4 separate regions of the Gossypium hirsutum genome follow, and all the other regions are linked to region 2. The links are chromatin contacts, called in public Hi-C maps. All regions are on one chromosome and are shown on one strand. The core of a region is the stretch at or near the end of the contact, and the rest is flanking DNA. Distances in the headings are between cores, read along the strand shown. Region 1 holds the start of LOC121224095 (probable receptor-like protein kinase At2g23200). Region 2 holds the start of LOC107945401 (OVARIAN TUMOR DOMAIN-containing deubiquitinating enzyme 7). Region 3 holds the start of LOC107932953 (cysteine proteinase COT44-like). Region 4 holds the start of LOC107945484 (protein IRX15-LIKE).

Region 1 (5,388 bases), core at 1,856-4,355, 450 kb after region 2:
GATGAAAATGAGCACCTTAAAGGTCACATCAATTAATTTATTACTCTTTTGAATGATTTAAAAAATGTTGAGGTTTAGATTGACGATGAAGATCAAACTATGCTATTATTGTGTTTTTACCCCCTTCATACAAGTCTTTCAAAGAGACCTTGATTTATGGCAGAGATAATCTCTCATTCGAGAATGTGAAAATTCACCTGTTGAGCAAAGACAAACTCGATAATGAGTTTGGTTCGAATAGCAAGTCAGATAGGCAAGCCTCGCTTTTGGTAGCATTAAGGAAGCGAGACAAGATATGTCACTATTGTAAGAAGTTAGGTCACATCAAGGCAGATTGTTATAAACTGCGAAATAAAAGGGTTGTTGAGAGCAATGAGGAAGATTTAACTGGTGTTAATTTGGCCAATGACAAGGGTGATGATTTCTTGTTGGTGTCAACAAGTGAAAGCTTCGAGCTTACGTCTGAGTGGATCCTAGATTCGGGGTGTTCTTTCAACATATGTCCCAACAAGGACTAGTTCTCTACATACAATTCAGTTAAAGGTGGAGTTGTGCGCATGGAGAATAGTTCACCCAGTAGGGTAATCAGTATTGGTACTGTTTAGATTAGGATGAACGATGAGATAATTAAGACACTATCAGATGTCAAACATGCGCTTGACTTAAAGAAAAATCTCATCTCCTTGGGAAATTTAGACTCGAAGGGTTATATAATTAACACCGAGTCAAATGAAATTAAGGTATCCCGTTTGATGGAAGGTAAAAAGATTGATAGTCTTTATGTTCTGGAAGTATCAATAGTGATCGGTGAAATAGGACGTCCCTCGTCTGTTAAGGAGTTGAAGTCGACTCCTTTGAAGCGTAGACAACTTGGTCATAAGAGGGAAAAATGTATAACCGTTTCGTATAAGAGAGGTTCTCTTTTGGATATAAGTTTTGAAAAGATAGGGCACTATGTTTGTGGAAATCAGACCTGAGTCAGTTTTGATTTAGTAGTGCACAAGTCGAAGACTAGAAGACTTTCAACTTCTAAGCACAACTTTGACTTAGTTAATATCCTATATAGTTTGAGATAAGCCCGTGGCGGACTTTGGCAAAGAAGGCGTTGTGGAAATACGAGTTAAGGTAGAGATTTGTGGAGTTATGCCTCATATTTTTAGACTTTTCTTCTCTCAGTTAAACTTTATTTTTAGTTTCCCACTTAAACTATGATTAGTGTAGATTATTTTAATATTATTTGACCTACGAATTTAACTTATAAATAGACCATTTTTTACCCTAAAAAAATTGAACCCATTACACATTTAGGTATTAACTTTTACAAGCTTTGAAAGAATTTTGTGTTTACGTTTTGAGGGATTCTTATTTCGAGTTTTGGAGTTTAGTTTTATCTCCATCTTTTGTACTCATTGTTTTTGTCGTTTTAGTGAAATTATCTTTGCTTGTGATTTTTTATCCTCTTCGAAAGAGTTTTTCTACGTAAAATATTAGTGTTCGATCTTTTCAATTTCTTTGTTATTTTACTTGTTCGTTGCTTAACCGGATTTATCCCCAACAATGTCACATTATAAAATAAATTTATATTATAATATTTATTTTAATTATTAAATATTAATTAATTTATTGTTAACATAATTCAACTAATAGAGCTGATCAAATAATAAAAGTGATAATGACAAATTTAGGGATTCCAATTATCCAGTTTCATTGTTCTATTAGGTTTACGAATATAAAATAATAAGAATAAGAATCTGATGTTAAAAAAATATTTTTTTAAAAATATAAAATTCAAGACTTTTTGAATTTATCTAATATTTTTATAAATTTTAATAATATTTTACAATTTATAAAATTTATAATATATATTTAAGTTTTTAAAAAATTAAACTTTGGAATGAATAAACCTAGTTTATTCTAGCAAAAAAATAAAAACATTCCACTTAATTTTTTATTTTTATAAATGAATTTTTATTTTTGCTGATTTGGTAGTATAACTGTCGTGTTTTATGTCAATACTGTTAATGGCCACGTCAGTGCTATAATGATCAATATTAGTTAAATGACCTATTTACCCAAATTTATTAATTCAAGACTTAATTAGGTGAAAGAAAAAAAGAGAAATATCTTAATTGATTTTTTAGAAAAAGTTTGATGGGCTAAAAGTACCATCAAGCCTAATTCCTAGATTTAAACTTCAAAATATGTTTTCATTGTAAAAGTTGTACAAGTTTTGGGGAAAAGAAGAAAAAGTTGATGGGAGTAAAAGTACCATCAAGCCTAATTCCTAGATTCAAACTTTAAAATATGTTTTCATTGTAAAAGTTGTACAAGTTTTGGGGAAAGAAGAAAAAGTTGATGGGGTAAAAGTACCATCAAGCCTAATTCCTAGATTTAAACTTTAAAATATGTTTTCCTTGTAAAAGTTGTACAAGTTTTGGGGAAAGAAAGAAGCTGCATAAATTTGGCGTGATGAATATTTTTTGTTTATTAAATGATTTACAACTTAATAGAGAAAAGGAAGTGCAGAGAGTCGTGATTATTTTATCATCTCACCGTCCCCACCACTACACTATATAATTCCATGAAAGACCCACAACCAACCACTGCAATTTAATTCAAGGAAAGACCACTTCAATATATATCGGGATTTAAATACGAGTAGAATCCAATTTTTTAAGACTTACATCCAGAATGAAAAGCATTGTACTTTTCGAGATTACTGCAACAACAATAACAGTAGAGTGAAAACATTGCATTTGGGTTGCAAATATAGTGGGGGATATAGGAAACTTGAGTGGAGCCATTTGAACCGCATAAACTACACTAGTTCTTCTTTGTGGTGGGTCTGAGGATTTGCCATTTCTAACTTTCTACCTTCAGAAAGGATACAAAGTTTGGGGATAATGTTGTACTCAATCTGATGTTTCTTCACACTTTACAAACTTAAAATCTTCAAATGCAGAATTTGATGCAGTATGAGTGAAATTATTGAACAGACTTGAATGCAATGGATTAAGACAGCTAAAAAAAGTCAATGATTTAAAACGACAAGAAACCATCAACCGGCGTGATTAATAAATATATTCATTATAAACCAACTAACTGGTGTTGTTGAACTAAGGAAAAGTAAAAAACGTTGGGTTCTTTAGAACAGTAAACGCCGTGATCAGAATAGACGTATCAAGGAAAATGGATAAGTTTACTGTATCCATACAACATGAATCTTAGTCAAGTCGTCAACCAAGCCCAAGGTCTTTCTTTTTAGCCATTATTGTCCTTCACTAAACCAAACCACCTTCTTGGCCATCAACCAGTTTCAATGGGAAACCTATGGTTCCTCAACCTACTCTTGCCTTTGTTTCTTCTTCAGTTGTTTCCTATTTTGGTTGTCTCAAAACCCTATGTTTTTCCTGAAAAATACTTCATCAACTGTGGGTCTGATTCTTCCCTCCCACTGGGCAGTAGGAAATTTGTTGGTGACATGAACCCAAACTCCTCCTCTGTCACAAATGGCAAAACTGTGAAAGACAGCAGCCAGCAGTCATCGTTAGACTCGGGTCTGTATCAAACAGCAAGGTTTTCAGGACACCCTTTTTCCTATGATCTCGATATCACTGACAAAGGCCTGTATGTGGTACGCCTTCATTTCTTTCCTTTTCCTAATCTAGCTGATGCTTTATTCAATGTTTCAGCTTCAAGTAAGTCTCTGCTATCCAATTTCAGTGTAAGAAACACTACTTCTGTCCCTGTGATTAAGGATTTCTTAGTGCCTATTAGTTCATCCAAGTTTAGAATCTTCTTCATCCCCGCACATCAATCATCTATTGCATTTGTGAACGCCATAGAAGTTTTTCTTGTTCCGAGTCTAAAGGATAACCGAACTCATCTGAGTTCTGCAGGAAGTAAGGGTCTTTACCAGGGTTTGCCCTCTCAGTTGCTTAGAACACTTCATAGAGTTGCTTTTGGGAGCCCATCCCCATCCATTAATGACTCAACAGTCGTTGCATCAGAATGGGTAGCTGATGATGACTACATAGTTGTTCGAAATTGGGCCAAAAATTGTAGTTATCAATCGACTATTAAGCTACACTACGATGATGAAACTATGGATACTGATAACTATACTGCAGCCTCTCGAAACTTTATCCCCGATCGTGTCTATATGGGTTGCAAAAATGTAGCCCTAAATGATGGGCAGTCATCAAAGTCTACTAACATTACTTGGCATTTCAATGTCAGTAGGAACGCCCAGCATCTTGTCCGACTCCATTTCTGTGACATTCTTAGTAAGTCACCCAACACTGTCAATTTCAGCGTCTCTATATACAATAACTTCAGCCAACAAATCGATCCTTACCAGTATTCTGTCAACACGGCTGCTCCATTCTACAATGAGTTTGTGGTTGACTCAGGTGAGTCTGATTTCATTAGTGTTAGTATTGTTCCTTGGGAGGGCTTTACAGAGAGATTTGCTTACCTGAATGGACTCGAGATCATGGAGTTCATCACTCAACCAGGTTTGGAACCTAACATTAGTGAGCCAAAAGGGAAGAATTCAGTGTTTATCATAATCGGTTCAGTCATTGGGTTTGTTGTTCTTTGTAGTTTGGTAGTGACATACTTGTTTAAGAAACGAAGAAAAGCTAGATCTTTTGAGCCAATGCCTTCATATGGTACCCTTCCTTTTGGAGGAGCGAGTCCTTATATCGGAATAAGCTCGAAATCAGTCAACCCCCCTCCTGTTCCCAACTTAAACCTGAAGTTAAAGATGCCTTTTGCTGAAATATTAGAGGCAACCAATAACTTCGAGGCTAAGTTGTTGATTGGGGAAGGAGGCTTTGGTAAAGTCTACAAAGGGATTCTAAGAAATGGTCTCAAAGTTGCAGTCAAAAGAAGTGAGTCCAAACATGGCCAGGGGCTTCCTGAATTCCAAACTGAGGTAATGATTCTATCCAAGATTCGACACCGCCATCTTGTTTCACTGATTGGATATTGCGATGAAGGGTCTGAGATGATACTGGTTTATGAGTTCATGGAGAGAGGGACTCTTAGGGATCATCTTTACAAGTTGGGAGGGAATCCGGAGAGATCATCTTCACTGTCTTTATTGACATGGAGGCAAAGACTCGAAATTTGTATTGGTGCAGCCAAGGGTCTTCATTATCTCCATACTGGTTCGGATGGAGGAATCATTCACCGCGATGTTAAGTCCACAAATATCCTGCTTGATGAGCAATATGTAGCAAAAGTTGCAGATTTCGGCCTTTCAAAGTCCGGCCTTCTGAATCCAGATGAGTTCAGTACCGGCATCAAAGGCAGCTTCGGGTATCTGGATCCTGAGTATTTTAGATGCCTTCAGTTCACCGAAAAATCTGATGTTTATTCTTT
Region 2 (5,092 bases), core at 2,197-4,696:
AAAGATATATTACAAAGGCAGTGAAGTTAAAACATTGCCCGCGGAATGAATGGCAGAGCCAAATATCGCCATTGAAATCATACATGTCCAACATCAGTCCCCTAACTCCATTCTGAACAATGAACAAAAAGCAAACCAGAACAGAATTTAACAACACTGCTCTCATACTTTAGATGGTTAAAGAGGAATCAAGTCAAGGAAAGAAATAACATGTTCAACTTTTACATTTGCTCAGCTACTTAGCACCAAAGAGAAAAAAGAAAATGAAAATTCTAAACTATAAGTCAATTAGTAGGGAAAATCACAATCCCCTTGTCTTATAGTTTCCTATAGATTCTTCAAAACTAAGAAGGTGATGCAAAACAATAGAAATACATACCTTCAATTGATTAGTAACAGTGTCTTATTGATTGTAAAATGTGAATCTTTGAACTCCTGGTAAAGCTGGAGCATCCACTATGCTGAAGGAATTGTGAGTCACCAACCATGAATACTTGTTGAAAGGTAATCCACCAATCTGCCACCCACAATTCACACCCAAAACATGATTTTCCATCATTCATTTGCTGAAATCACCAAAGGAAGAGGGGAGGGGGGAAAAATAACAAAATTACTAAAACCAAACCACCTAATATAACACACACAAAGAATGGAAGCAAAAAGCTTCCTCGCCAAAAAGGAAACAAATTTACACCATTTTAGCTGATAACAGAAAATACCCATCTCATTAAGATGCAAATAGAAGCTTACAACAGAAGTGGGTATGGTGGCTTGGCCTCTTATACAAAAAGGTTGAGTCTTGCCCAAAGCAGGGCAGTTCCCACAAAAAAGACCTGGACCACAATCTGTAGAGAGGGAACATGAATCCACTACCTGCAAAATTGTCAGACACTTTCAGTTCAAGCTGTAGCCATCATTAAAGGGAGGGTAAGAGAAGGTGAAAGGAAAAAGAAAAAGGAACCTGGCAACTTCCATTAGAGCAAGAAGACCAAATGTTGATGAAGGAAGAGAAGAGTAGTAGGAGAAACAAGTACCCAGTTGCAGTGGCTCTGGATAAGTCACGGTGGTCCGTGAAACACGTCATTGTTTGGATTTCGCTTCTGCTTATGCAAAGTCCGACAAAGATGATATGTGTGTGTGTATGTATATGAATGCAGAGAAGATTAAGAAACCATGAAACAGAACAGGTTCTAATGAAAAGCTTAAGAGAATGTTTCTGGATACTTTAACGCGGGCATTATTATTAACCCTTATTTTTACTTTCGGTCAAACTCTTTTATTAGTCCCTGTACTATGAGAAAGTTGCTTATTTGTTAGGTCGAATTTTGGTATTAGTAACATACTTATGCATAAATTATAGATTTAGTCAGTGTTTTTCAATTCAATCATTTTTAATTTCTATACTTTTTTAAATTTTAAAATGGTAGCCATTAAATTCATCAATTAAAATGATGAGACTTTTTTTTTATGACTATTATGTGAAATTAATAGATTGACAGTATATTATACATGATAATATGCCTGTCACATCAACCTTTGGAAACAAACGAATTTAATTTAATAAAATTAACATCTAAATTTTAATTTAACTAATTTTTTAATATGATCACGATTTATAAAGATGATCCTCTAATAATAATATCTTTTTTAAGGTTGGAACCTAAATTTTCTCATGTATTATACCTAAGATTCATTGGTAAATTTTAATTTTAGAAGGATGTAGAAGCTTGCGCCCTAAAATGGCAGGGGTAGTTGAAGATATAGATGGAGTGATTTGGAGTTTGGGTATTGTGAAAAGGTGGGCTTCAATTTTTATAGCAGAACTAAGATGTGGCCACTGTTTATTTGTTGAAGGAACCAAGTGACAATGTCAAATGTCAACTTCAATGGTAGCCTTGCTTTTTTAGTCGGTTGGAAAATGGTTTGTCATTTAATGTGGTTTTAATGTATATATCAAAAAATAAAATAAAAAAAACTTACGTGCACGAGTAAATGTAAATCTTATTTTTTTGATTAATGGGTTTATATAGAAATGTCAATGGGACGGGACGGGGTTTACAGAGTCTCATCCCACTTTGCACTCAATTTAGTGAATAAGGGAACAAAAATTAGACTTGCCTCATCCTGATTATTTAAAATATAAATATTTATAAAAATTTAATTTAATAATTATCTTAATAGTATTTTATTTAGTTATCAGTATTTAATTTTTGCACTTGTGTTACATTTGTCACATATGTGGTGGAAGTTGAAGGACAAGTATTTTATACTTTTTCATAAAAAAAATTAATTTATATTTATTTAATTAATACTTATAAATATATTATATGAAATGGGTCGCGAGACAGGTATAGCGGAAATTAGGTGGGTTTGAAGACCCACATGGGTGGTGGGACAGGGATGGTTTTGGGTTTTGTACCCACAACAGGTCGCAGGGTGGGGATAGGAATGAAAATTCTTGGCGGGGTTGGGTGCGGAGAGAGCACCCCTTTACATGCCCCGCCCAATTGACATCCCTAGGTTCTTATAATCATTTATTTAAGTTTTACCTAAATGTCCACAATAAACTTCCCTTAAATATGATAAATAATGTTTTAATAACTACTTTAGTATTACTTTTAAAAAGTATGGTAAAAAAATATATTTTTTAAATTTAAGTATTTAATATTACAGTATTAAAATATTTTTTGAGAAAATAAAATATAATTTCAAACATTATGTAAAAAGAACATGCATTTTAATTAAATTTAATAAATTTAAAATTTTAATGAATATAATTTATTTACGGTTACTTTAGATGGATTGTGTGTTTAGTTGCAGTTAGTGTAAAAACAAATATTTTTAAAATTTTAATTTAAAATTTAAAATTTAATATTGTCGTAAAAAATAATTTTTGAGAAAATAAAATATAATTTTAAACATTATGTAAAAAAATATGCATTTTAATTAAATTTAATAAATTTAAAATTTTAATAAATATAATTGATTTAGGGTTACTTTAGATGGACGGTGCGTTTACTTACAGTTAGTGTAAAAACAACAGTAGCAATGAGATTATATACTGTAACGTGAGAAAAAAAATTAAACGCACCGTAATAAAGGTAAATGCCCATGGGGCTTTAATGTTTTTATATTCTTATCACTTGGTTGAATTTCAATGGAAATAGAATCTCATGTGATGGCTTGATGGTCAAGGGTGCTCACTGCCCAAAGTGTGGTTTAGGTTCGAGTTGCGTTAATTGTTCGGGCTTTACCTATTGTTGTAATTCAAAAAAAAAATCAATCAAAATAAATATAATTATTGAGCTGAAATTATGGAAGTTAAGCAAGGTTCTTAGGTGAAGTTGAAGGATAATCAAAACTCTTTGTTGGACCCAAAGGCCTCAACCATTTTGGCCCAAGCAGCAGGGCTACCACTACATCATTGGAGTTTAAATTCACTTAGCCCAATAATATGGTATGCTCCGTCGCGGCTGAACTCCACCACTCCGTACGTCCGTGTCGCCGCAATTTCAAGCTCAGTTTCGACCCCTATCACCGGCATCATCATCATCTTCCCCCTTTTGTCGGAACCACAAAAATCCTACTAATTCATCCAACATCAACATCAACCTCGTGAACCAATGGTAAAAACTAGACAACAAAAATCCAAACCCAAACCCAAGAAACAACAACAACAACATCCCCAAGTAAGTTTTAGTTTTTCCTTTCCCTGTTTCTTTACGTCATATTCGATCTCCTTTTCTTTTTTCAGTTTTGGCTATACTGTAGTCGTCTATCTACGAACTTCTAAACTTTTTTATGATCAGGATAATGATTTCAATGGATAAATTGTGAGATATTTGATGAGCAATGCTCTGAACTTTTGCTTTTCGATGAATATTAATGTCTAATAATAGAAGGGGCCTCACAAAACAATCTCTTTTGCTGAATCAACATATTACACAACTTTTTTGTGCTTTAAAATAGGTTTGGGTTTTGCAATTTGTGAATGCCACTGATAGAAAAGCATCCAAATAACTGGATGATCGCTCAATTTAATGCTTTCCATGGTTGAGCATTTCTTCATCCTGCTAAATTACCCAACAAAAATCTGTTTGGTGGATAGGTAAAGAAGCAGGGAAAGCAGGCAGATATTTCGCTCGATGCTTTGGGCCTAAAGATCATCAAAGTGACTGCAGATGGTAATTGTTTTTTCAGGTTTGTATCTTTTTAGTTCCATTTTTTGTCCCCTTGTTCTTTTTCTGAATGTTTTCACAATGTATTTTGTAGCATTCATGTCATCTGCATTCGTTATACCTGATTTCAGTACTTCATTGTCATACTTGAGGTGCGTATTATCTTTGATTTTGGTGAAGTTGCTCACTCTTTTCAGTTAGCAGGGCTCTTGCTGATCAGTTGGAAGGTAACGAGGAAGAACATGGAAAATATCGCAGCATGGTGGTGCAATATATAGTGGTAAATGATAATTATAAAGGCATTGTTATTGTTTTTGTTATAGTTCTGTAAGAACCTCCGAATCTGTTTTCAGATGTTTACATTGGACGATAGAAATAATATTGTAAGTACTGTTTAATTGCATTAGTTCATGTAGTAGTGTACTATAGATATGTTATTGTCAATGATTAGAATGGGTAATTAGAAAACTGAAGGATAAGGATATGAACTTAGAATTTTCATTACATTTGGCTACTACTTGTTAATTACATTTTCATTGTTGAATAAGACATTTATTTTAGCACTTAACTCCAGTGAGTAGATGCAAATCCCCCATATCTGAAACAATCTAAATGTACAAACAAATGATGAGCAGTGCTTATTTGGTTCTGTGTAGCATGATATGCCCTATTTTAACTGATTTTTTTTTTCCAAAGAACTGTATGTTAACAGTGAATTAGAAGATCGCTAATTTCTCTTTACTTAGATGATATTTAACATATTTTTTGCCTGCTTGGATAGTTGGATGATTTATGATATGTTCCTCGTTTTGGCTCATTCCCCTCCATGCCTCTCCCATCTTTTCTTCTTACCGAAGATTCAACTTGTAGGAAATTCTCACTTTTACCTGATAACAGATGAACCGTGAAATGTT
Region 3 (5,021 bases), core at 2,294-4,793, 380 kb after region 2:
AATATTTTTTTAAGCAAGGGTTTTAACTCAAATAAAAATTTAGTTTTTAGCTTTTGTAAAAGTGCTTTTGGCTTAAATTACTTTCTTATCATCATTAAAGACGTCCAACATATCTTCTACTTTACAACACATGTCTAAAATAGATATGTCTCTTTTCAAAAGTACTTTTTGATAAGGTTGAATCACTTTTTAGGGTTTGAATTTTTTTTTGTTTAAGTTAGACCATGAACTTTTCCTACATTGGGGCATAATATTTTTTTGTCCAAGTTAGGATCTAAGCTTGACAATTTTTAGTACATTAAGGCTAGAACATTTTTTTTGTCCAAGTTAATCATTGAAAATCCTAAAGCTTAGGCTCTAATGTGAGAATAATTGTCAAATACAAGCCAAAATATGAGAACATCTACCAAGTTTAAGGACTAAGTTGAACAAAAAAAAGTTTAAACTCTAATATGAAAATAATTACCTAATTTAAACCATAATATAAAAAATAATTCTAAATTTAAAGCATAAATCAATATATAATTAAAATCAAGCCGTAAATAATACTGTAATTCTTTTGATTACCATTATTTAAATTTTCAAAAACACTTTTTTATACTAGAGTTATGTTAAATGTTAAACGAGGCCCAACCCCATAAGTTGCTAAGCCTTGGCGTTGGAAGTACTATTTGTCAATTGGTGATTGGATAACACATCGGCTAATCCTCTTCCTCACGATAACGTTAAAACATCCTGCAGATATTTACCAAAAAACCCTCTCTTCAATGTAAAGCCAACCTCAAATGGGAATATTTTATTACTTATAACGTGGCACCACTATTTCACAGTTTCAAGATCCGTTCCTCCATCATTGTTGGACATTTTATTTTAATAATAATAAAGTTAATTTGTTTCATTGAAAATGATATTCGAAGAATATTTTTATATTTTTTGGGTTTATTTTATGAAAAATAGTTTAGTTAACGGATAATGACTCAGAGATCAATATAAAATAAGTCTTTTTTCTTATAAAATGATTTACACTTTAGAAAAATATAAGTCATTTTCCGGAAAATAATTAGTTTTATTTTTATATAAAAATTAATTTAAATTAAGCTTAATATTATTATATTAATAATAAATTTTAATTTTAATTTTTAAAATCATTTAAATTCAATAAAAACATACATATTTAATTATCTATATCTAATCATATAATTTATCATTCTAATAAATTATTTAATATTTCAATTTTTAATAATAAATTTTAAAAATAATAATTTTAAATAATATTCTTCATATATTATTGAAAAATATTCAATATTAGTATTTTAATAATAAATATTAATTACAATTATAAATATATTAATAATAAATATTTTGTAGTATAAAGGTTAAAATATGCCATAAGTCTATGTGCTCTTCACAAATTTTTGAATTTAGTCCCTATACTTTTATTTTCAAAAATTTAGTCCATCTACTTTTTAGATTTAAAAATAAAGTCCAATTGTTAACATTGTTAAATTTTTTTTGTCAATTTTATTGATGTCACATTTTTAAATAAAAAATACTCGGTATTCATGTAACTAAAAAATAACGTTATAATGAACATGAATTTAACTAAATATTTTTAATAATGGTAATAGTTGAACCTGAATTTTGATATATAAAAGTAGGACTAACCCAAAGATAAAAGTACATGGACTAAATTTCAAATGGACGAAAAGTGCAGGAACTTATGACATTTTTTAACCTAGTATAAAAATATGAATATTTTAATTATATAAATATGAGTATTTGTTTAAATAATGTTTAGCTCATTTATCCCTTACAATTCTAATGTGTCAATATATACTCTCATATATTTAATATATGTAATTTAAATTAAGTTGTAATTAAAAATTATTTATTATTAAGTTTATATATGACATTGATTATTAAAAAATATTTTCTTATTATAAAATAAATTTCGATTGTTAAACGGAAATTGCACTATAATATTTTATAAAAATATATTTATGTCGTGTTTATTTTACAAAGAACAATATAAAATATAAATTTATAAAAATAAAATAAATTCAATTAAACAATGAAAGAAATCAGAAAATCTCAAATGTATATTTGTTTAATTGTGAAATATTTTCAAAAAATCTACCAAACAATAAAAAATTATTTTATACAAATTCATCTAAATATTAAAAAATATATATTTTCAAAAAAAATTAATCACTTTTTAGACATTGTTTTTCAAAACTCATTTTCAATTAAACAAATAAAACCTAAATTACTGATAAGTTATCATATTTGTATAATAGATTCTGGAATTTTGAAGTACAAAAAATATTATCTTGGGATGCTCATATTGAAACCCCCGAAAAGAAATTTTTGATTGGGAGCAAGGAAATCAATTAAGTGTTCTATTTTACAAATTTCAGCAAATTGGCTTTTTTTTTTTTTAATTTGAATGAAAAGGTTGCACTGAATTTCATAAGATGAGAAACGAGAAAACAACATGACAGCATGTGAGTGGTATGGGGGCGTAGCGTATGATAAACCAACAAGTTGGAATATTAGACCAGATTCTAGGTTTATACATTTTGCAACTTGCAACTATATCTGTTTCTATTATCTTGACTTAAATAGATAGACGGATTTAAACTATATTTTTCTAATATTTTATTTTTAATATTGTATTAAAAAATATAATTGTGTAACTCTTTTCTACTCCAATATTAATTAGGGTGAATTATACTAAGATAGATTAAACTATTAGTAAATTTACATTTTGGTCATTTAATTTTTAAAATTATAAAATAATCATTAAATTATTTGAAAGTTTTTTTTAATCACTAAATTATTCAAAAAAAAATTATTTAAATTATCAGGTTGTTAAGGTTTTTTTTTTAAAGTTTAGCTAACAAGTTCCATGATTTGATGATTGGTACGATTGATTAGTACTCATCAATAAGTAAAAGATGATATCTTAGATTCAAGTCGAAAGTTGTTTGAATTTTAGTTAACAAATGTGATGTTCAAAATTATTTTATAAAAAAAATTGAATCGTAAAAAGAAGAAAAAGAAAACTTTCAATTAATGTGAATGATAGAAGTAACTGGTTTACTAGTAAAAAAGCGAAAATGTAGATGGACTTCCTGCTCTTGAAAATAGCAAAAGAGTTGAGAATGCTTTTCCTTTTATTTTCTTTTCCATCTCAGATTCCAATTCTACTGAACATTTTAGGTTGGAATCTGACTGGTAGATGAAGAGTAAAGGAAACCCCTTCCTCTAAGTAAAAGGATAATTTTTCACCCTTAAATATATATTTAAAAATAAATTTAATTTTCCGATAGTGTGCTTTATCCAAGTTCCAAAGGACTCGGCTGCCCCTTCGCTCTTTTATTCCTTTTTCTCATACAATATACATTGAAGGATCCAACAACACCGAAAGCCTCTTCTTTTTCAAATATAATTATCCAACCGTCATTCATGTTCTACCCTTTTGAATTATTAAACCATTTCCATCGTCTTTATAAACCCCCTCAACCTCTCTTCTTTTCTTCATCAATTCAATTTCCTCAACCCTTTCTCTCCAGCGACCCTTCTCAAATCTCCCATGGAATTAACCCTTCTTTTCCCCCTTTTCTTCTTCACCTTATCTTCTGCTACATACATATCCACTCTAACCTTAAACCAAAACCATCCATCATCATCATCAAGCTGGAGAAGCGATGATGAAGTGATGGGGTTGTACAAATCTTGGGTCATCCAACATGGCAAAGCTTACAATGGCATCGGTGAAGAAGAGAAAAGGTTCGAAATCTTTAAGGATAACTTGAGATTCATTGATGAACATAACTCTAACAACAACACTACATATAAGCTTGGGTTGAACAAGTTTGCTGATTTAACCAACCAAGAGTACCGAGCCAAGTTCTTGGGCACCAGGACTGACCCTAGACGTCGACTCATGAAGTCCAAGATCCCCAGCTCACGTTACGCTCACCGTGCCGGCGATAACTTGCCGGATTCAGTAGACTGGAGAGATCATGGAGCTGTTAGTCCGGTCAAGGATCAAGGATCTTGTGGTGAGTGAATTTTTATGTAATTTCTAACTTCAAAATGAAAATAATTATATCCATGCACTTCTTTTTTTTAATTATTGAAGTATCCTAATCTAACATCAAATAAGAATATGAGATTACTTGTGACTTAAGGCTTCATGCTAATTTCATGATCCGTCCAAAAAACAAATTCATGATTTCTTTTCATTCTTTAATTTTCCTTTATCCTCTTATCAAAAACCGGACTACGGATTGGCGGCAGAATGGTAGTTATGAAAATGGAACGGTAGTTTGGTAGTTGGGGCTTTTTAAGTCACATTAAAACATTAGATTTTTTTTTACATTTACTTTTTACAGGGAAAATTATCATACGTTATCTATTATAAATACACATTAGATTTATGAAATGTGAATAAAAAAATAATGTGATAAATATATTTATTAAAATTTTATAAAATATAATTGATATTTTACTTACAACGATCATGTATTGTGTTTCAGGTTTAAATCTTATTTTTATTTATTGTATAAAAGGATAAAAACACCCACATAATATATAACTTAAGGAATTTTAATAATTTCATAAAGGAGTTGGTGTATCAACTGATAAAACAATTAAAATTAGTGTATATATAAATTTCACAAATAAAGCTAAAAACCAATTAAAAAGCTAAAATACTAAGGATTTTGCTACTTTATTTAGAGGAGTCTTCATACTTCCATTACATACAAATGAACTCATAAACTTTAATTTTAGTAAATAAGTGCTTAATGGATCTGAATAAGCTTTTAGTTTTTTTTTTATACTTACTTTAATAAATTAAGTGCAAATAAAGGAATAATGACTACCAAAAATACAAAAAATTGGTTACAAAATCTCAATTTAACCCCGCCCTGTTATCATCTATTTTTTTCTCTTCGATCAGGAAGTTGTTGGGCATTCTCAACAATTGCAACAGTGGAAGGCATAAACAAAAT
Region 4 (5,375 bases), core at 1,207-3,706, 300 kb after region 2:
TCAGCTCCATCTCTAATATTATCTCAAAATGACTGCCTAATTTAACCAAAATGAAAAAATCTAAAACAAAATTATAAATTTAAAAGAACAACACAGTGTCCAATTGCCAAGAAGTGAAAATAATAGACAAACCCGCCCGATTTATTGAACCAATAATGGAAAAAAAATTATAGGAACTAAATAGAAAATTTAACTTACCAGGAATAATGACTCAGGTTTCGCAACAAATTCCTGAAATTTCAAAAGAAAAAGGAAATAAAAGAACATCAAAGAAAATAAAAATAATAAAAAATTTTAAACCAAAAAGGAAAAAGAAAGAAGAGAACGGACATGAGGATGGTTTTTCCTCTATGCTTTTCATTCCTCGGCAAGTCGACCACGCGCTATTCCTTCCGACATATCTTCTCTTACTTCCTCCTACACCTGATCATTGATAATTGATAATTGGTTGGTACACTCAACCCGGCCCAAAACCCCGTCCAGAAAATAGAAGAGTTTTGATAAAAATATAAGTTAAAAAAATATATTTTAGCAAACAAATAAGATCCATTTTAAAAATAGGTCGGATTTCAGATAAATTTTTTCTTCGAGTTTGACTTGATTCGAATTTGTAAAAAAAAATTTATTGTTTTCTATTATTTTGTTGCCATTTCATTATTATATTGTTATTATTATATTGTTATTATTTGGATATTATATAACTTGTTAAGTTGTACTTATAATAGTGTTATTTAAGTATAAATATTTTTTAATTTATTTTTAATTTGTTGAGAAATATTTATTTTAATATTTTTAATGTATTTGATGTATTATATATTTTAAATTTATTTTTATATAAAAAATAATATAAAATAATTAATACGGGCAGGCCTGGTTGAGCTCGGGTTTTATCTTTTTTATTTGGGCTGGGCTTATCAAACAAGGCTAAAATTTTGTTACAGCCCAACCCGACCCATGTTCACCTCTACTCCCTCCCTCATTTTCTTTCTTCAATAATTAATTTTTTATAATAATGAATAATAGCTTAGAGGTGCTCTGGGCTCAGTCAGGTTTGAGTCAGACTCATATAAGGTATATAAATCAATTTTTTAAGTTCGGGTCCAACTTGGCCTAAAAAATAGGCTTATTTTTTTCAAGCCCAAACTGATTTGAAAACATGTATGGATGGGATGAAATTTATTAAATTCCATTCATCGAAGGTGTGAATTTTCAAGTTTGGAAAATCAATCAACTTGCGATGACTTTTTGGGTAGGATCCAGATATATTTGGGTTGAGATGTCTTATAGGGTTCAAAGATCTATTTCTTAGTTTTGAAATACACTTTCAATCACTTGATTTCAAGTTTAGGAGCTCAAGTTATGACCGTTTTAGTGAAGACTGCGCAAGTAGAATCTCTAGACGAGGTTATTACGGAAATTATGAGTTTCGGGATTTTAATTCGAGTTTAAATCTTATTAGGTTCGATTTTTAGGCTTATGTTTTTATTTGATATGAGTGCAGTATTGTATTTATTAGGTATTATTATTTTATTATTTATTTATTCCGAATTTTGAAGATATTTTTTAAGTATTTTAAGTATGATGAGAGTTTTATGTTTTTTAGTTCAAAATTAATTGTTTAGATTAATTAGATATCTTTTTATGATTTTAAAAAATAATTAACATTATTATATTATAAACTTTTCATCTAGTCAAAAATTAAAATAATAAAAAATATTAGATGCAGTGGTAAGACAGATTATAAGAGAAAATGAAGTTTAAACCTTAAAATAATATTATTGAAAAGATAGTTAGGAATCTTGAATATAAATCATAAAACTAATATGAAAAATACTAAAAAAAATAAAAAAAAATTAAAATTATAGAGCAAGGAATAAAGAAAATGCAGCATGATTTGTTTGTTAACGGCGGAACCAATCCAAAAAAACCCACATAATATTTTTTACAGTTATTATGCAAATATGAAATAATCCGGATGCACTGTAAATGGGAATTTTTGAGTAGGTGAATTGTCAGCTTCAGTGGTAACTAATTAATTAAGAAATGGCATTATATTTAAAAAGGTTACGTGAGAACTAAACCTGAAATTGATCAAAGGCAAAACGACTTTTGGATTGTAATTAGTTATGGGGTCACTCACAATAATAGTTCCCCAATCCACCAACTCCCTTGCCTCCAGCCACCCTGTTTTTCCCCTGCTTTTCATGCCACATCATGTCTTGGATCACCCCCTTTTCACCATAATCATCACTCACGTCAACTAACAATTTTAACATTTATGTTACAATATATTTTTATATAAAACTCGACTAAATAATTAATGAACTTTTATATATATATATCCGAGGTTAATGATAATGTGATTTATTGATAAAATATTGGATTTTCAATTTCAGTAATCAGGAATCAACTGATGGCAATATAAAAACATGCAAGCCCAAGAAAAGTTATAATAACAGACACTTGTTGAATGTATTATTATTATTATTAAGTTTCAACAACCGCACAATGTTTGCATAGAAAGAAAACCAACCAACTTTTTAAAAAATGAGAAAGAAAATACTTAATTTGTTTTCCATGTGGTTTAATTTGGATTCTAGAACATTATTAGGTTGTGTGTAATATCAGTTCATGTTGGCTAATCTCTTACATTGCTTCAACCTTATGTATATCCATCCTTAAATCAAACCCCATTTTTCTCTCAATCTTCTCATCAGAAGACCAAAATCTTCTGATTCATTTCAATAGAAGAGGGGGAAAAAGTGTTAAGAAGTAGAGCACTTGTTCCTTTTTTGTTTTTGACAGAGAATCCAGAATAAAATGAAGACCAGTAACACCAATACTAAGCTAATTCTCCTCCATCCTTATATCCAAAAACAAGGAAGCTCAAACAGATTATGGCTTCTTGCTTTTGTCTCCTTCTTCACCATAGCTTTCCTTCTAACTCTTATATACACCAGAGAGTCGATTTCTACTATAACTACTGCCCCAAGCACAACTGTCACCGGCCCTGCAGGCTCCGCCATTGGTGGTCCGCCGTTGCCAACCACCGTGGTCAACACCCTCCTCCACTATTCTTCAAAATCCAACGATAGTTACCACATGACATACTCAGAGCTCAAGCCAATCTCCGATGTGCTGAGGAAATGTTCTTCCCCTTGCAACTTCCTTGTTTTCGGTCTAACACAAGAAACCCTTCTCTGGAAGTCCTTGAACCACAACGGACGCACAGTTTTCATCGACGAAAACCGGTATTACGCCGCTTATTACGAAGAGTTACATCCCGAAATCGATGCCTACGATGTACAATACACGACCAAGATTAGTGAAACCAGGGAGCTAATAACATCGGCTAAAGAACAGATTCGGAACGAGTGCAGGCCGGTCCAAAACCTGTTGTTCTCAGAGTGCAAGCTTGGGATCAATGATTTGCCGAACCATGTTTACGAAGTGGATTGGGATTTAATATTGATTGATGGACCAAGAGGTGATGGACCCGACGGACCTGGAAGAATGCAACCCATCTTCACTTCGGGGGTGCTAGCGAGAAGCAAAAAAGGGGGCAATCCAAAGACTCACATATTCGTTCATGATTATTACAGAGATGTGGAGAAGATGTCTGGGGATGAGTTTTTGTGCAAGGAAAACCTGGTGGAATACAATGACACGCTTGCACATTTCGTGGTTGAAAGAATGGAGGAAAACAGCTTTCAGTACTGTCGCAACTTTAATCATAATATTACATCCACAAAAGCTTCCTCATCTTCCTAGTTAAAACTACTTATCCAACTTCATAAAAAACATACAGTCCAAAGGGGTCAGTCAAGATATGGTATTGAAGAAAAAGAAAAAGGAGAATATGGATTATTTATCATGATTTCATTGGAATTTTGTGTTAGATCGATCGACCCTTTTTTGTTGAGGGGGTGTGTGTGTAAGAAATAACCCTTTTTCTTTACAATGAAAAGAAATTTAAGTTCCTTGAATCGGAAGTTTCAGGACTTCAAATTTGTCATTAAGTTCTTACCCGAATTCTCTTCTTCTCCCCTTTGTTTATTTTTGTGCTTTAATGACAAAGAAGCTGATGAACACCATGGAGTGTTTGTTTTAGGTTTCTACATGGCTTGGAGTTGTAGAAGTTTCAAGTAAAAAAAAAAAAAAACACCAAAGTTTTTCATAAAAAGGTAAAATTACGAGAATACTTAATTTACTTATTAAATTGTGCGGATTTAATTCTCTATTTTTATTTACTCAATTATTTCTCTACTTTTAAATTTACACATTTTTTAGCTTTTAATCTAACATTTTCCGTCAAACCCATTAGATTTAATTAGGCGGCCTCTTCTAGGTTTACACAATCTTTTTTCTTTTATGAAGAAAGAAGGTAATCGACTGCCTTTAAATTAAGTACTTCTTACATGTGATGCACCAAATTTATCTTCTAATAGAAGTTCTCTAACAGAAAAGTTAGGGAACTCAAGAAGAGTGAGTTCAACATCAATATTTGAGCCTAATTGAGCTAGCCAATCTACCACCTTATTACCCTCCCTTGGAACAAACTAAAATTTAACTTCTTCTAATTGCCTCTTAGCTTCCATAATCTGTCGTATAAGTGTCATCAAATTAGTACTCACAAAATTTCCCAATATCATCTCAATAGCATCCAAGTAGCCACTCTCAACAATAATCTTAATGTAGTTTTGTAGGCGAGCCACTTCAAGACCAGTTAAAATAACCCGTAATTTAGACTTTAGAGCAGAGCCTCTGCCAATATATTTCCTGAAGCCTTCCAACCAATTCCCAGTAGAATCTCTCACCACACAACCAACCATCAGATAGTGTCCATTCATATTAGAAGACCCATCAACATTAACCTTAACCCATCCACTATTCAGCAGATGCCATTTCAACCTGACACCTTGGTTAACTCCTAATGAACCATAACCCATTAGTGATTCACAGATATTAGAGACAAAGCATTCTTCCCTACATACAATCTCATCAGGCAAGTTTGAAACTTGTTGAAAAATAAATTTATTCCTATTCATCCACAATAGTAAGCATAAGACAGCAAAGAGTCTCATTTCCCCCAAAACTACCATTCAAGTTGGTAATTACCCAATCCAAAAGATCTAAATTAAGGAAGTGAGACAAGTAATTTGGGGGTATTACCTTTTCCCATACCTTAGCTACAACAGATCAATCACGCAGGTTATGAATGATTGTTTCTTGAATATCCCCACACATGGTGCAATCCTTTAAGGGAGACATATTCCTTCTATTCCTTTCAAATTTTGTTAAGAGTTTCTAGTGTATAACTACCCAGAGAAAATGCTTGATTCTTGGTGGTAGATTAATCTTCCAAATTCCACTCT

The links. A called contact is a pair of places that touch in the nucleus more often than the background predicts.
Region 1: a Hi-C map of leaf shows a contact between it and region 2, with 2.2 times the contacts expected there. The contact joins the promoter of LOC121224095 here to the promoter of LOC107945401 in region 2. A contact is called at or near these places in 4 of 34 Hi-C or Micro-C datasets (all in leaf).
Region 3: a Hi-C map of leaf shows a contact between it and region 2, with 2.2 times the contacts expected there. The contact joins the promoter of LOC107932953 here to the promoter of LOC107945401 in region 2. A contact is called at or near these places in 2 of 34 Hi-C or Micro-C datasets (both in leaf).
Region 4: a Hi-C map of leaf shows a contact between it and region 2, with 2.1 times the contacts expected there. The contact joins the promoter of LOC107945484 here to the promoter of LOC107945401 in region 2. A contact is called at or near these places in 18 of 34 Hi-C or Micro-C datasets (anther, callus, fibers and 4 more).

What each region holds. Positions count from the first base shown.
Region 1 is chrD12:30,252,128-30,257,515 of Gossypium_hirsutum_v2.1, reverse strand. LOC121224095 (probable receptor-like protein kinase At2g23200) reads left to right here and starts at 3,105. Exons shown (of 1, transcript XM_041106622.1): 1 at 3,105-5,388. The coding sequence starts at 3,320.
Region 2 is chrD12:30,699,237-30,704,328 of Gossypium_hirsutum_v2.1, reverse strand. It overlaps LOC107945401 (OVARIAN TUMOR DOMAIN-containing deubiquitinating enzyme 7), which reads left to right and starts at 3,446. Exons shown (of 11, transcript XM_041107911.1): 1 at 3,446-3,689; 2 at 4,109-4,200; 3 at 4,376-4,458; 4 at 5,076-5,092. The coding sequence starts at 4,182. It also overlaps the pseudogene LOC121224493.
Region 3 is chrD12:30,319,373-30,324,393 of Gossypium_hirsutum_v2.1, reverse strand. LOC107932953 (cysteine proteinase COT44-like) reads left to right here and starts at 3,543. Exons shown (of 4, transcript NM_001327358.1): 1 at 3,543-4,067; 2 at 4,970-5,021. The coding sequence starts at 3,596.
Region 4 is chrD12:30,402,425-30,407,799 of Gossypium_hirsutum_v2.1, reverse strand. It overlaps LOC107945484 (protein IRX15-LIKE), which reads left to right and starts at 2,456. Exons shown (of 1, transcript XM_016879507.2): 1 at 2,456-3,986. The coding sequence starts at 2,821. The coding sequence ends at 3,771. It overlaps LOC107945485 (a long non-coding RNA gene), which reads right to left and starts at 477. Exons shown (of 3, transcript XR_001696576.2): 1 at 331-477; 2 at 1-231.